Linked DNA regions of Mus musculus: regions 2 and 3 are each linked to region 1. A link is a contact called in public Hi-C and promoter capture Hi-C data. All regions are on one chromosome and are shown on one strand. The core of a region is the stretch at or near the end of the contact, and the rest is flanking DNA. Distances in the headings are between cores, read along the strand shown.

Region 1 (2,768 bases), core at 91-2,590:
ACTACTAAATAATAGTAATAATAATAATAATAATAAAGAATTAAAACTTCAAAAGTTGGGGCCACTACATTTTAGAGTTATTTGTTACATTTCCAGAGAAAAGTTGAACTCAGCATGTTCTTTATCAAGAGACACTTTTGAATGGAAACAACAAAAACTTCCACAGCCCACACTGACTCCTTTATATCAGCAGTCCTTCATTTTTTCCCCAGTGGGTTGTTGACCTCCTATCATTTTCTAAGAATTACCCAGAGTGCTGGGGATATCATCACACTCTCTTCTGAGTCTCTGGAGGAAGAGAACTTGTGCTCAAGCTGGAGGCTTGTCAGGCACATACACACATAGATAAATTATACTCATATATAGACACACATGCTCCAAACACACACACACACACACACACACACACACACACACACACACACACATCTCCACATCCACAGAGACACACCAATATACACATCAGATCCATATGTATGTATACTTGCACACATGCGTATGAAGATATGTTCATGCAAGGAACACACACACAGACACACACTGCACATACAAAGACACATACCAGGAACATAGCCCACACACTGAGGTTCATTTATAGATAAACATTCACAGACATGCAGAGACACAAGAATATGAGTAAATAATACAGACACATGCCACATAGACATCGATAATGAGAGGTGAAAACAGGGAAAAACAGAAATATGTGGACATCGAATGTGACATGTGAATATGCAAGGTCGCCTTGCACTTTCAAATATCCAAATGAGACAGTTTAAAATCTTAATTGCCATTTATAAAGATCCTTATATGGAAGTACACAAGACACACATACACACACACACAGGCACAAAATCTTGCCTTCTTAAATGTGTATTGAATGCAGAACATCATGTATTTGTGAGTTAAAATGAAGCCACTCATCATGAGTCAATAGTAGTATCAACAATATTCACAATGAAGGAAATTTTCCTTTTATTAGAACAAGTACGATCAAGACAAAACCGTGGCCCTCTGGAATGAAATTGAACTACTGAGATTCGGACTCTGGATTCAATGCCTCTGGAGCTGGCATTGACCTTTGAGCTCAATGAACTCAGTCCCTCACTTCATAGCAAAAGCTGTCAAATTCCTCCAGGCCAGGAACCAGATGGGTCCTGCTCAGAGCACTGGTGTGCAGTGAGCTAAACTCTAAGGTCAGCTGAGGTCGCGAGCACCCCAGAGGGATCCTGGCATGAATTTCCGTCCCTCTCTTCCATGCTGGCACGGGTTCTGGTGTCCATATGTCTGCGCATACATAGAAGCTGAGGCAGAGAAACTCGTGAGGATTGCCAAGGCCCCAGAATACTGAAAACAGTTGCTATATCCTGTTGCCATGACAACCCACTCAGGAAAGAAACTAGGTGCCAGACTTAGATTTTTTGTTGTTGTTGTTTCTTTCTTTTTGAGTCCTAGAGGAGGATCAAGATGAGTTGATAACTCTTTTATTGCTACCTTGGGGCAGAGAGAAAGGTCTGTCCTGCCCTGTGTGGCATCTGAGCCAGCCTGTTACTCCAGGGATAAATAGGAATGCAGCTCTGGCTAATTTTATATCTCTCAGAGACAGAGATCTCTGGTAACAACGCTTCACAGAAAATAACAGCCTCCTAGAAGGTAACATGTCTATGAAAACCTGAGAATTCTTTGGCCCAGCTTCCTTAGCATGCCTAAAACTCTCTTCTCCATCTCCTCAGACTTGGTTTTAACTAAATCATTGTTCCTTCTTGCAAAGAAACCTATTCCTACAGATCCAACAAGAGTGTCTTGGGAGATGCAGAGCCAGGTCATCATAGAAAGCAAGTAAGAAGGTCTGGTGAGTGTGAGCAACCTTGGGGGATGTGGAGACCTTCCAAGTGCCAGTCTCTTCCAACATACACCACTTGCCTTCCTATAGGAAGTAACTGTCCACATTTGTAATGTTTAAGTTCAAGTTGCAGAGCTGATATCTACACAAAACTGTAAAATAACTGTCACACTCTTGTCTTGTAAACCCTACAGAGAAAATAAGTGGGTCCCATAAGACTAAAACAGGGCTTCCTCCAAAGCATAAGGTTTTGAGATCCCAGTGTTAGCAGTGGACTGCTGCCTTAACAGTTGTCCCAGAAGGCCCCTCTAACAATAAAGGATATCACCACTGATACCAGTTGCTTTTTAGAACTGATGGAAAGAACCTACTGCTGAAGACAAAGTAGTGCAGGACTTTAAATAAGATGAGGAAAGAGTTGGGAGAGTCTCCTCCCTGCAGGCTAGCTCATGTAGTCCCACAAAGTTCTACTAAGGTTGCTAGGGATGCTTATGAGTCAAAGTACCATTCAACTGTGGCCTCTGCATGTTTCACAATGGCAGTGCCAAGCAAGATGCGTCAGTTAGCACTATAGTGCCATAAGTGCTGTGGATAACGTCAGCTTTCTGATTAAACTTAAGGCCTAGAGCACAGGGGAATATTCACCACTGAAAACAAGAGCTTACACAAACCAACCTGGGGCTCATTGTTAGATTTAGGTTGCCTGGCCAAGAAGCTCCAAAGATCCATTTGTCTCTGTCTCCCCAGAATGGGTATTGCATATGTGAGCTGCCAGCCTAGCTTTTACCTGCATACTGAGGATCTCAGTGATTTACACATCGATCTAACACCCCAGCTCCAGTTCCAAGCATATATGTGTGTGTGTAAGTATGTATGTACGCATGTATGTATGTATGTATGTATGTATACAGGAAAATGCTTCTCT
Region 2 (2,943 bases), core at 440-2,939, 370 kb after region 1:
AGGTGTATCCTCTTTGTCCCCCTCCGTCCCTTCTTCCCTCTTCCTCTCCTTTCTCTTCTTCCCTCCCCTTCCCTCTCTCCTGACAGAGTCTCACATAGCTCAAGCTGGCTCACCCACTGCATCATCTCAGAGAATAGTCACTGTTTAATCAACAATGATCTTGAATGTCTCATCTTTCCAGAGCTTTCTCAGAAGTGCTCCATTTACAGGTGTGACCACCAGTCCTGCAGCTCTGACATAGGGAGGATATTTAGCAACACTGTGAGAAAAAAAAATCTCCTATATATTCTTGACCATGACTTTGTGCTTTACATCATTTTCCCCCTCTGCTTGAAATATCATTTCTCTTGGTTCTTTGGTCTGTTCTTATTCATTAACCAGAATTTAACTTAGTCCTGGCACAACTCAATAGATATATTTCATCACATCTCAATATAGTTCATTATTCCTTCACTTTACTCCCTTAATATTTTGTATTAGAAGTTTACACACACACACAAGCATGCATGTCTGTTTATTCCTTATTGGTGTTGAGTTCTTGATAAAAGAAACAGACCCTTCATTTCTTCCTATATCCAGTGCCAATCCTGAACCAGCATTCCTCTCATAAACACTCATTCGGATGGAATTAGCGCATTTAGTTTTATATCTCTAGGCTCTGCTCCAAACACAATTGTATTAGGTTTGAAGCTTTCCTGCGCTGTCCTTGATTGTATATGTACTTGACTGAACTTGATTGTTCATAAAGTACGTGGTCATGTTATGCTTCTACCCTAGAGAATCTGAATAGTAATAATTATTTCATAGGAGGATCATAAAAACCAAATGAGTTGAGTAGTAGCAGGTACTTGACACAGTTCCTGACATGTTAAAAAAATGTGAATGTGTGTTAGCAGTCCCAATGCCACTGCCACATTATTATCAGTTTTAGCTATGCACACATTAGGTTGCATAGCCACCTGTGCACACATTAGGGAGTATGTATGGAGCTCTGACGACAATGTGTTGTCTCTTGATATGTCTATCACCATTACTGAACATAGTATAGCCTCAAGGGAAATCACTCTGCCAATTCATATGGATTTCCTTGGCCATCAGTGACTGAATATCTATTGCTCCACTAATATTTGTCAAATGAATGGTAAGATGAATGAAAACTGTACATAATAAGGCACTGAGAGACTAAGAGAATATTAAGTCTTTTTAGTGATTTCTGAAGGAGTATGAAGGGATGTCAGTTAGGACTGGGTTCTGCCATTTTTATTCTTAAAATAGAAAGACCAGGATCATAGTGCTTTAAAAAAAAAAAACAAAATAATATCCATTTTTCCCTCACTGATTCTTCTTTAGACTCCCAAGACTCAAATAGCACATTCTGCCAACTACCTTATCTTTCACAAGTCAGAGGCCACTGTTATGGTTAACTTCAGGCTCACAATCCTCGTTCTCGGGTGGGGGGGGGGAGATAACAGGGCACGTGATTACCGGCAGCTCTAACCCCACACCTCACTCAGAGGATCCCAATGATTATAGATGAGAAGGTAATGCCAACTAAGTCCTGGCAGTGACTCTCAGCGACTCTCCTTTCTGCTCTTATGTGACAAGTGGCTCCCAGACAGACAGTCAGGTGGACCCAGGATGCCCTTCATGCTGTCAAGAAGCAGCAGCCTCCTGCTGGTTAACAGCTGAAGCCTCGCCATCTCATTCAGAATACCATTCCTTCGACCCAGAGCTGGGACTCTTTGAGATCCTCACTCCTGCTGTGAAGAAGGCTGTTACCAGATGACAGAGCTCTGCTGTGGTCCAGGTATCTGGTCGTGATGGAGTTCTGTCTGTGAGGAGCATCTGCCTCCATCCTGCCAGAAACCAGACACCCCTTAACGAATGCAAGAAAGAAGCCCAAAGTCAGCTGTAGGTCTAGTTGACACCTATTCTCCCTTCATCCAGTATTTCTTAAATTTAACATTAGGACCATCCTGTCAAAATGCAGGTTCCAGATGAAAAGCTCAGGGGTTAAGCCTGAGATATGCATCTGTAACAGTTCTTAGATGCTGCTGCAGCCTCTGGCCTAAAGAAGGCACCAAGAAGCAAGGATTTAAAAAAAAAAAAATCACATCTTAAATGTCCACTGACTCTCGGGTTTCCGCTCTCATGACTCTTATCCATCATTTCCTAAGTGAAGCTAACATGTTTTTCTGACCTTCCAATGACCTTAATGTCTGAAAAAGGGATAACTCCTGAACACAATACTTGTGATACTCAGTGATTTTAAAATACAAACACCTTAAGTTAAGTTTAAAGAAAAGGAAAACCTTAGGAACCAATTATTCAATTTACGTAATAATTATCAAGGCAATGGGCTATTCAGTTCTGCTGTGATTCTGAGGTGTGAAATGGTCCTCCACAGGCTCATGCTTTTAACCACATGATGCCCAGGCTGTGGAGGTGTGGGGGAGGGTGTGAAATCTGGAGAATGTAAGGCTTACTGGAAGAAGTGAGCAACAGGAATGGAGCTTAGGGTTTTAGTGCTTACAGTGACTTCCTGATTGTTCTCTGTTTCTTAACTGCAGACACAATTTTAGCAGCCTCCTTCTCTGCAAGTATGGCTTTCAATTCACCTTGTAGGCCAGGATGGCCTTGTGTTCACAGACATGTACAAGTCTGTGTTTCTTCAGTGCTGGCATCAAACCATGAGCTTATACTGGGATCAAACATTTGGCTTATACTGATATCCCATGCAGTGCCAAAGCTTCTAGAAATAGAGTATATAGGTCAAAAGATGGTAAATGCCTCAAAATCAAATTTATTTTAATTTAAGTCGCCAATTAATTATTGACTATTCCAAGATGAACAGGCAACATATTTTTTTTTCCTTCAAGGATTTCACAATATCACAAGATGAATGAAAACTTGTGAGAACAGAAAGAAAAGAAGACACATCTC
Region 3 (2,700 bases), core at 164-2,663, 410 kb after region 1:
TAAAAATACAAGGAAGCTAGTATTACCCATTATAGTTTTTTCCAGATATGTCTATAGTTATCATCTTCCACTTCCATTTTATAAGCAAGAGACCTGAATCATTCTATGAGATGAAGCTTGGTATTCACAACTGTACCAGTATTTATATTCCCTGAAATTCCTGCATCCATCTGGGAAATCACCACTGTGTGTCTTAGAGACCAGGAGGAAGCAAATATTTTGGTCTCTTCTCTGGTTCCTGAGTGAAACCAAATGCTATGTACACAGAGCTTGCAGAGGCTCTACCAGGGACAGAAGGAGTATGGAGGGAATGTATGCCAGCCTGGGTACTTCTCTGGTTCTGTTTGCTCATCTCAATACCAGTTTGTCTCCATCACTCTCTCCTACCAAACTGTTGGGTTCCAATGTATTCAACACATAGCTTGTCATCTACAGATGTTCTTCATTTACATAAACACTGTTGGTTTTCCATCTCCATCTGTATCTTGCTGTTTGTTTGTGCATAGCCATTTTCTTTTTCAAAATGTTGATACACTGCTAAATGAACAGCTAATATCTTGCTGCTAAATGTGAGTCAACCTTATTTTTCTTAATCAGTACCATAGAAATGAGCCCCTACATCTACTGTCAAAACACTGTATAGATCTACCTAGCCCTCCCTTCAGGTTATTTGTCTGAATATCACAGAGATATACACTCAGGACCAAAAGGCTAAGGCTATGGGATATACGTCCAGAGATGAGCCAATACAAGGGAAGTGTTCCTAAGAATGATAGCACACTATACTACATGAGGGGCATCGAGGAGTCCCATATATCTCTAGGCCTTCTGGACTCCATGTTCTCCTCTAGTTTTACTTACTACATCATCTTGATAAGAAGATATGATCTGATAGCTTCCTCAAAAAGACATAGCAGAGATACAGGTTGAGAAAAAGACTTTCCAATTTTTGATTTAGCTATTACAATGTGATCGTGTGTGTGTGTGTGTGTGTGTGTGTGTGTGTGTGTGTGTGTGTGTAGAGAGAGGGGGGAGGGGGAGGGGGAGGGAGGGGGAGAATGCATTGCACAGTGCAGAGTACAACCCAATATAGTTAATTCTCTCCTTCTACAATGTGAGTCCTTGGGATTCCACCTGCTGAACTGAATCCACCAGGCATCAAGCTTAGCTAAGATATCTTCTCAGCGAGCCCCGGAGATTCCGACGTCCCCACATGCCCAGTGCTAGATCATGAACCAGCACCACCATGCCAAGCTTACTGATGTGGATTCTGGAGATTCAGCTCAGGTCTCCATGCCTGCAAGAGGCTCTTGGAGCCCCCATCCCTAATATGTGTGATGCATATGCTGTAAGCCCATGTTTTCAGGCTGTCTGCTCCTAGCATTCCATTGTTGACTTAGCCTCCAGCTTTTGCAGGGCTGTCCAATCAGTTTCCCATCTGCCTCTCTCCAGCTTCCTGAATTTTACAGCTCTCATCTCCTCCCACACACTTGTCACACTCAACTGTTTTTAGTTTGCTGTTTCTCTTTGCTATCGTTTTGGTGAGGTTACAGGAAAGTAAAGAAATAAATGCCCAGGTAAATCCACTTCTACCATCCTGCAAAAGAAGAAAGTAAGTTGCTGTTGCAGCTAACAGATTTAAAACTGCATTTTTAGATGCCATTCAAGGTCACTGCACCTGTCCCCTTTCTCCATAGACAGATGGATAGCTGGAGAACAGAAGGTGCCAAGGAACACATGTATTCTTTTCTCTGAAGAGACATTATCGTGTACCCCCCACCCTGCAAAAAATAAATAACAACAACAACAACTGCAATTACATTGTTTCCTAACTCCATTACTGAAGAATATGACCTTATTTGGAAACAGGGTAATTAAAGATATAATTAGTTGAAATGAGGTTATAGACAGGAGAGAAGCAAGCTGAGATTTGCCAGACCTCTGTCACTATAAACATGGAGTGGGACATGGAACAGACTCTCCCACCCTCTGGAAGGAAAGAGTCCAACTGACATCTTAATTTCAGACTTTGAGTCTCCAGGACTAAGAGACAACGCATGCCTGTTGTCTTAACTACTCAGCTGCCAATGTTCATGTCAACAGCTCTGAGAAACTAACGTACATTTTGGTGTCTGCTTGTAGCTGATGCTATCATGTCACAATGCCTGAGTTACATTGAGCACGTTTTCTTAGAGACTTGAAATTGTGAGTAATGGACTTATGCACTTATTTGAACTGGTTTCCAAGAAATGAGTGTGCAAAGCTGCTGGGTACCGCCTTTCTGCTCACAGAACAACGTGGAAAGAGAGGGATGCTCTGAAGAAGAGATGCTGAACAAAGAACAAATGGTACTGGATGACACGGAAGGTCTGCAGCCTCGTTAGGCAGCAAGTTCTAGAAGCAGGCTGAGGTTTATCCTGACATCCACCTCTAAAACACTGCAAAGGGCTCAGACCATAACATCACTGACCCAGGGCAAAGGGGAGTAGTCACTGAAGACAAATCTCAGGGAGAAAGCATCCTACAAATGCTGGCAGCCTTTGTCATCACTGAGTTGCAAGCTCTCTTAGACCAAAAAGGCCTTTGCTCCTCTGATGTTTCCCCTTAGAGTGCAATGTATATCCCATAGTTGTTCATCTGAACTTGAATCGGGTATCTTGTTTTCTGAATTTCTCACATTGACATGAGAGCAATTTTGCC

What was found. Promoter capture Hi-C pulls out the DNA fragments that hold promoters and counts their contacts. Hi-C and Micro-C count contacts between places; a contact is called where the count stands out from the background.
Region 2: a contact with region 1 is called in a Hi-C map of cerebellar granule neurons, with 2.4 times the contacts expected there. The contact joins two enhancer-like sites. A contact is called at or near these places in 6 of 484 Hi-C or Micro-C datasets (cerebellar granule neurons, cerebellum, cerebral cortex and 1 more).
Region 3: a promoter capture Hi-C map of hippocampal neurons shows a contact between it and region 1, with 6 times the contacts expected there. The contact joins two enhancer-like sites. A contact is called at or near these places in 1 of 39 promoter capture datasets (hippocampal neurons), 1 of 484 Hi-C or Micro-C datasets (the N1E-115 cell line) and 1 of 115 datasets of contacts at active chromatin or transcription factors (bone marrow-derived dendritic cells).

The regions. Positions count from the first base shown.
Region 1 is chr9:112,453,656-112,456,423 of GRCm38.p6, forward strand. No RefSeq gene overlaps it. Among named protein-coding and RNA genes, the nearest start is that of Gm24957, 67 kb to the right of the region's middle. Within about 2 kb of position 1,341, at least 32 of the 459 cell types and tissues checked have an H3K27ac peak or open chromatin away from gene starts, as enhancers often do. A contact at or near this core is called in cerebellar granule neurons, cerebellum and hippocampal neurons, where this site is marked.
Region 2 is chr9:112,825,077-112,828,019 of GRCm38.p6, forward strand. No RefSeq gene overlaps it. Among named protein-coding and RNA genes, the nearest start is that of Gm36251, 300 kb to the right of the region's middle. Within about 2 kb of position 1,690, at least 7 of the 459 cell types and tissues checked have an H3K27ac peak or open chromatin away from gene starts, as enhancers often do. A contact at or near this core is called in cerebellar granule neurons and cerebellum, where this site is marked.
Region 3 is chr9:112,863,713-112,866,412 of GRCm38.p6, forward strand. No RefSeq gene overlaps it. Among named protein-coding and RNA genes, the nearest start is that of Gm36251, 260 kb to the right of the region's middle. Within about 2 kb of position 1,414, at least 9 of the 459 cell types and tissues checked have an H3K27ac peak or open chromatin away from gene starts, as enhancers often do. A contact at or near this core is called in hippocampal neurons, where this site is marked.